Regions from separate parts of the Sus scrofa genome. Here region 2 is linked to region 1. The links are chromatin contacts, called in public Hi-C maps. All regions are on one chromosome and are shown on one strand. Each heading gives the region's core, a stretch centred on a gene start, on an enhancer-like site or on the middle of the called end of the contact. The rest is flanking DNA. Distances are from core to core; before and after follow the strand shown. Region 1 overlaps VPS13D (vacuolar protein sorting-associated protein 13D). Region 2 overlaps DHRS3 (short-chain dehydrogenase/reductase 3).

Region 1 (3,613 bases), core at 707-3,206:
CTTGCTTTCCTGGCACCCATGCTAAGTTGTGGGAGTCGCTGGTCCTAAAAATCTCGAACGAACATGCAAATCCTAGTCCCAGGATCCCTGAGGAACAAAGCCAAAGGGGCAAAGCCAGAGGGATTTTATCAGCCTGCTTCTGGGGATGTGCCTACCTGTTTGTGTCCAGTAGCATCAGCAAGGGAGGTTTCCTCGCTTGCTGCAGTACTTGCTTAGAAATCAATTGGCAGGACAAACTGAGGGTCCTGAATGAATCAGTTATAAGCAGAAAAATTCTTAGGATTAAACACAGCGAAGAATTTGCCCCTTATTTCTCTTCACAAGTTAAAACACAACAGCAAACAATGTCTAACCTCGGTTTTATTTGCTTTTAATTGTGCTCTATGCTGAGAAGCCTCGTTTGAATAATGTTTCACGTGGTAACTTAACCCTCTAACCTCTCCCTTTCCATCCAAGCGCACCTTGTATTCTCCTAAGAGAGGTCCCGAGCCTAAATCTCTTCTCACTCTTTCAGAATAAACTTTCCCAGGTTTGGACTCTGAACTGAGATACTCTTGTAGAGACTCTTAGAACCCAGATCTGGGGAAGAGTGGGAAGATGAGCTTTTCACCCTCTCAGATTACAGACGGAGAAACGAGATCCCGTGGGGTTCGCACAGCTGACTGGTGCAGGGCCGGCTCTAAAACTCCGGCCTTCTCGCTTCAGATCTGATGCCATCTTTGAGAAGGGTCGGCAGCCAGCCGTGGCTACCTACTCCCTGTCCCTTCGGAAACAAGGGAGAGAAAAATCAGTGGGGCTGTGGTGTGTGCAGGACCTCAGAATTCTTTATCTTGATTGTATCTGTCATACGTCTGTGAACAGGGGACGAAGTCAGAGTCGCCTTGGTACTTTGAGCCCCAAGCACCATGTGCCTGGTGAGGAGAAAGCCCTCCAGGGCCTGCTGAGCTGAACCAGTCTGTTTTGGGCAAAGGTCAACCCACCTGAATGGGGGGGAGTGTCGCTCCTTTGAAACACCTCACCTGTCCTTCACCCTGTCACATCCAACCAGTCAACCCCTGTGAGACAGCACCTTGGCTGAAAACAAAACAAGACCCACCCTCCCCCCCTTCCCCACAGGACAACCAAACAGGAAGTCCCTCCGTAATTAGATGTAGTAGGTGAGGTGAGATGGAGATAAATCTTTGATGGACACACAGTCTTTGGTTAAAGCCAAAATCAGCGTAACTCTCCTGGTTAACATTTTCAAAGTTTCTGCATGTGTTTATATGCTCATCTGCATGTTGCTAATTACGGTTGTTGTCATTGGGTTTCCTCTAAAGTTCTGGGTGCGTTAAGAGAGAGAAGAGAAAAGAAAAGGGAAAAACAGGACCTTCCTGTACTGGGTGCACCTAACCAAGGGAAGGAAGGGCTATTTGCCATCCCCTCGGGGGGCCCCGCGGATGCCAGGCTCCATGGCCCCCTGGCCAGCCCGCCCAGAAGAACTTGATTTTTAGAACACTTGGGTTTGAACTTGTGCCTCTGCTGAATCCTCCTTCAGACAGTGGCTTGCACGCTGACCAGGGTGAGTGACCAAGTTTGCCGGGATAGGCCAGCCAGCCTGGGGGTGCGGGCTGGCACCGGCCTCACTGGAGTGGGTGCCTGCAGTCTTTGCCTGGTGCCTTTTTACTTTAACCGGGAGCGCTTCAACACGACGGCTGACCAAATGGAGCCTGAGTCCTGACCCTTCGCCAGGCCAGATGAAATCCCTGTCCTTCTGTCTCAGACTCTTCATTTGGGTCCAAACCCTCAGCCACACAGTGGAGCCCCTCCACTTAGTTGTCGGAGGAGCAAGATTGCAAAGAGTTAACACTTTTGCTTTTTCGGAAAGTTATCTGTGAAGAGTATTAGTTGTTTAATAAAGCGTGCCTGCCCTCCCGGTGAACCCGCCAGTCACTCTGCAGCTGGGGTCATTCCAAGTTCACGCGGTGGACTTTTGACTGCCTTCTGTGTCTGTGAAAACAGTCGGCAGCTCCTGCGGGGATCATTCATTCAGGCCTGTAACACAAAACTATTGCCAATGGGCACCTGCTGGGGCGGCTTCCCAGGAGGCCTGGGCGGGAGGATACCAGCTCTTCAGGCGTCTGCGGAGATAAGAGCAGCAGGGGATCCGCTGGGAGCTTCAAATCGGGCTGCACTTAGGCCCCTCGGCCTGGCCCGCTGGCTGGCGTCAGGATGTATGAGGGAGCCCTGGTCCGATAGGATGTGAGCTAATTAAAGGCGGAGGGGAGAGGAGAGTGCGAGCAGGAGGAGGGAAAGGAGGGTAGGCGCACATTCCCCAAGTTTCCAGTACATTCTTTAATTCCTCCCTTTTATCCCTCAAAGGAGAAGAAAACAAATGGAAAGAGTCTAAACATGTGGTTATTTCTAATCTTAAATCGTCTTTCATTCTGCCTGATACTATATTGTTTTTAGCTACGTAGAATTACAAAGACCGTCAGAGGTATTTGCCACATTTTCCCCGGAGACACACTGCTCCCGAGACACCTGGCTGGGGAGACCCGCTGGCTGGGTCGACTGCTTGAATTTTGCTCCCCCTCCCGATCCATCTGAGCAATAAGTACCTACCGTGGCCTGGCCTAGGTTTTCCCCCTTTCCTCGGCAAATCCACTTGCCAGCTGTGGGGGGTGCTGCTGGGAGGATTAGGGAAATTAACACACAGTAAATGCTCTCGTTAAGCGCTGGTCGGTGCGTTGGTGCGACGATGCGACAGTGTGGTTTGGAATGTCAGCCAACACCGTCTGGATGTTGTGAAGTTCTAGCTTAATTCACGTCATAGCCCCACTCGTGTCAGGAACAAAAAGGTTACCTGAATATTTACCTGCTCTTTTGTTGACTTAGCCTGAATACCTTCTCTTTCGTAACAAGCAGTAAAGTAACTTATTTATAGACCTAGGGTACTTTTACATCTGTGGTATTTTCTTAATCTGCCTGGTAACGAAACATTTCTTAAAAGCAGTTTTGTTCACACACAAAGCCAAGCCTTTATTATATCACTTCTGATACATTTCACATAAGCGTGACTTTGTGCAAAGAAACACAGATTAATCCTGTACAACATGGTAACAATCCGAGGAAATTCCAATCAAGAGCCAGCAACCTGTTTCCTTCATTCTGGACTGTTGGTGTATCTGGCTTTGTCTGCGTTCTGATAAACAGTGACCACAATGTTAATTTTGTATTTCCTTGCCTTTTGTCTCACATAATCTGTTCTCAAAGCTGACCAGGAGGCTTGTTCACTGTCATGCGATCTGTGAAAGAGCATCCAGTAATGAGCTTGGCCGTGTGGAAGGAGTCCATGTGTTATGTAAAAGTATTTCAAACATGAACTACATGGATCTTGATTCCTCGGTGTTGCTGTATGGAAAACATGGCAGAGACGCTATACTGATGGCACAGTTGAGGGGAGCTTTAAATTTAAATTAACATTGACTGACTGCTTCAGTGGGTCCCAGGTACTGTTCTGAATCTTCACAAATGGACTTATTTAGTCCTCACGAGGTGCTGGTCCCATTTTAGACACGAGGACACCAAGGCTTGGAGGAATTAACTTGCCCAAGGCTACGCAGAGAGCCGG
Region 2 (3,613 bases), core at 774-3,273, 140 kb after region 1:
GGTGCTGAAGAGGGGAGAGGAGAGCCAGAATTTGCAGACCACCCTCCATCCAGCCCCGTGCATGTCTTCAGTATTACCATCCCGAGAAATGGGATCACAAGTCCAGGGGCTGCCTAAGGCTCAAACAGGCTGAGTAGCCCGGGCAGGCTGGACAGCCAGAAAAGTTTCAGAACAATACTTAAACCTGGACACCAAAGCCAAGCTCTACTCCCTGTCCTGCCTCATTCCCTCGTTTGTTCTCACTCATTCATTCAGGCAGTATTGACTGGGTGCTGACTGTAGACTGGGCCCTGCCGGAGGCCCCGGGAAACAGGAGAAAAGAAATTCACCCCACTCTCCTGGAGTCTGCTTTCATGTGTGTATAGGAAAGAAGGGACACAAGAGACAATAAACAATTGACCATACACTATATGAAGGTGGCTGAAAGTGCCTGGAAGGAACGGGAAGCTTTGCAGGGAAGCGGGATGGAGTAATCATGGGGTGAAAGCAGCATTTGGATGGGAATGGGCATTTGGGGACAGGGAAAGCCTCTCTGATAAGCTAACACTTGGGCAGAGACTTAGGGGACGTGAGGGAGGGAGCCATGCAGACATGTGGGGAAGGAGCATTCTGGGCAGGGGAATGGCCAGTGCAAAGGTGGGGGGCGGGGGGGGGGGACTGCAAGGAGGCCGAGTGGAAGAGCTGAGTGGGAGACGTGAGGTTGGGGGCTGCAGCCCTGGGTGCGGGTGGGGTTTGAATTCTTCCCCCAGTGAGATGGGAAGTCCTTTGGAGGGTTGTGGGCAGAGAAAGGACAACTCTACTTGGCTTTTGGAACGAGGCCTGGCTGCTGCACTGTGGGTATGGCATGTTGGGGGTGCGGGGGGGCCGGGGCAGTGGACCAGGGCTGGTTAGGAGCAGCTGCTGTACCCGCAGGTGACCCCTATGAGAGATGGAGGGGAGCGGGGCTGGAGCGCTTGGCAGAAGTGATGGAGGAGGAATTCCGCACAGCTGCAGGTTTGGGGGGCCCGGAGGGGCGCCAAGAGGACCCTAAAGGGTTTGGCCTGAGAAAATGCAAGAACAGGATGGCCAGGAACCCAGGCGCGGAGCCTCCCTCCCCTGGGAAGGCGGGCTGTGGCAAGTCCCAGGTATGGGGAAAGCGAGAGATCCTGACTTCTATCCGCAGGTCCCTTCAGCTTCCAGAACACTCGGCTTAAGCAGAGGGAGGGGCGGGGCCCGGAAAGAGTTCCAGGTGGCAAGGGCCGGCTGGGCAGGAAGAGGGTGCCTGGATGCGGGCCGAGCAGGCCAGCTACCCACCTAGCGCGCCGGGGTAAACACACCAGTTTCCAATAACAAAGTGGCGGGCCAACCCCGCCCGCTCGGGGCCGGGAGGCGGGTCCGCGCTCACATGATGGGGTGAGGGGGTGGCAGGAGGAGCCGCCGCCGGGGAAACCTCAACGGATCTGGCAGGAGGCTCCAGGAAGTCCTTCTGAAAGTGGGCCCAGGGACGGGCGGAGGGTGGGGGCCCGCGGGGGTCCCGGGAGGGGGTGGGGCGGGGCCGGGCTGGAGTCCTGGGTGGGGATTGGGCTGGGCTCCCATTTGGCGGATGGGGAAGGGCTGGAAGGGGGGGGGGCGGGGGGAGGTCGATGGGGAGGGGGGGGCGGGGCTGTGTCCCGGAGGTGCCGGGTCGAGAGGGCTGTCGCGTGGAGGTTCCGGGCTCAGGTCGGGGGTCGTGGGGTGAAGACGAGTGACGGATTGGGGGGTGGGGTCGGGGACTCGGCAGGGGCAGGGGGCAGTGGAGAAATGGGGTCCGGGCGTGGATGGGAAGGGGGTGGGCTGGGGGCGGGACGCGGATGGGGCGGGGGCCAGGTTGGGGTCCGGCGCCGGTGGCGGGGTGCGGAAAGGGTCCCCTCCCGCGGCAGGGACCGCCCGCGCTTCCTCCCTGCAGCGGCCGGGCGGTAAACAAACGCCGTGATGTCACCCGCGCCGCTGACCTGCGGCTGAACCCGGAGCTGTAAATGAGATGCAAGGTGCCAGCAGCCTCCAGGCCGCGCGGCCTGCGAGCCACACACGCTCCTCCGCGCCGGCCCGAGGTTACCCCAGCTGCGCACACGGACAGGATGCTGCAAACGCCACAAGACATTGCAACACGCAGCCAGTCTGCTGGCCGCAGCGTGAACCTTCCCGCCGCCTCCTCCGCCGCCCCCTGGGCAGGCACCGGCCCAGCTGGAGCGCGGCCTCCCTCCTCCGGAGCATCCCTGGGGGCTGGCAGCTTCCACTCCTCAGGCGTCAGCCTCTCCCCTAGGCACCCATCCCCTGCCTCCCCAGGGGGCCTCCGGACCCTAGAGCTGAGTGTTCTGGGTCAGATTTGGGCTTTCCGCCCAACAGATTGGGGAAGTGCCTGCCTTTGCTCTCGGCTTTCTGGGAAGCTCGTTCTTCTTCTGCGAAGCCTGGGCGCTGGAGGCCCTTTTAAGCAGATGTCAAAGTGTCCCATGGCTGCCCACCAGCCACTGCCCTACTTCACAGGGCAGGGGGCCACCGTGTCTTCCAGAGAGCTCCCAGCGCGGCCCTGGACTGCATGCATCCCCTTGGCAACCGCAGGCTCTGAAGTGCCCTTGGGAATGGAAATCAGCCTGGCTGGGCCAGGCAGGCCAGCACCCTGCTCTGGAGTTGATTTGCTGTGTGACTTTTGAATGAGTCACTTGGCATCTCTGAGCCTCAACATCTCCCACTTGGGGAAGTGGGGAGGGTTGAAACTGGCCTCCTTCGCTGGTGAGGGGAAGGTCAAAAGTGCAAGGAACCCTCATGGGGCTGCCAGCGTTGGTTAGAAGCCTCAGGTGCAGGGCCTGGCCTGGTGAGAACTTGGAGCTGCTCAGAGAATTCAGGGCCAGCCCTCTCCTCACTCCTTTTCCCCCAAACTCAGCCCTCAGCCTTTACTTCCCACCCCGAACTGCCCAGGGAGGCCCCCTACTGGCTCCCCGACTTGGACCCCACTAACTCAAGTCCTTTTAGCAAGTGGGGGGGTATCTTTAAAAAACACCCCAAGAATGCAGCAGGGCCCAGCTAAACCAGAGCTGCTTCCAGCTTCCCTTTCACTGAAGTTGATATTTAAGCCTCTCTCCCTCACGTCATCCTGTCTTCGTTTTATTTTATTTTTGCTTTTTAGGGCTGCACTCGTGGCATATGGAGGTTCCCAGGCTAGGGGTCGAATTGGAGCTGCAGCTGCTGGCCTACACCACAGCCACAGCAACGCCGGATCGAGCCACGTCTGCAACCTACACCACAACTCATGGCAATGCCAGATCCTTAACCCACTGAGCAAGGCCAGGGATGAACCTGCATCCTTGTGGATACTAGTCGGGCTCGTTTCTGCTGAGCCACAATGGGAACGTCCACCCTGTTTTATTTTATAGCAATTTGTCACTATCTGAAATTGTAATAGTTATTTGTTGTTTCCTTTCTGTCTCCCTCCCCCAGTGCAATGACACCCTAGAAATGCAGGCTCACTATGAGTTCCCAGCACCTGGCTTGATAATCAGTCGCCTCGTGCGTTATGTGCACGAATGAGTGAAATCATGTTGCCTCCCCTGCAAAACGGGCCATAACATCCCTGGAGGGGACCTTGGGAGGGATGAAG

What was found. A called contact is a pair of places that touch in the nucleus more often than the background predicts.
Region 2: a Hi-C map of liver shows a contact between it and region 1, with 13 times the contacts expected there. The contact joins two enhancer-like sites. A contact is called at or near these places in 2 of 47 Hi-C or Micro-C datasets (liver and skeletal muscle) and 2 of 2 datasets of contacts at active chromatin or transcription factors (alveolar macrophages and skeletal muscle).

The regions. Positions count from the first base shown.
Region 1 is chr6:72,435,480-72,439,092 of Sscrofa11.1, forward strand. The region is part of intron 64 of VPS13D (vacuolar protein sorting-associated protein 13D); the gene reads left to right. Among named protein-coding and RNA genes, the nearest start is that of DHRS3, 160 kb to the right of the region's middle. Within about 2 kb of position 1,957, at least 26 of the 83 cell types and tissues checked have an H3K27ac peak or open chromatin away from gene starts, as enhancers often do. A contact at or near this core is called in liver and skeletal muscle, where this site is marked.
Region 2 is chr6:72,577,483-72,581,095 of Sscrofa11.1, forward strand. The region is part of intron 1 of DHRS3 (short-chain dehydrogenase/reductase 3); the gene reads right to left. Among named protein-coding and RNA genes, the nearest start is that of DHRS3, 20 kb to the right of the region's middle. Within about 2 kb of position 2,024, at least 68 of the 83 cell types and tissues checked have an H3K27ac peak or open chromatin away from gene starts, as enhancers often do. A contact at or near this core is called in liver and skeletal muscle, where this site is marked.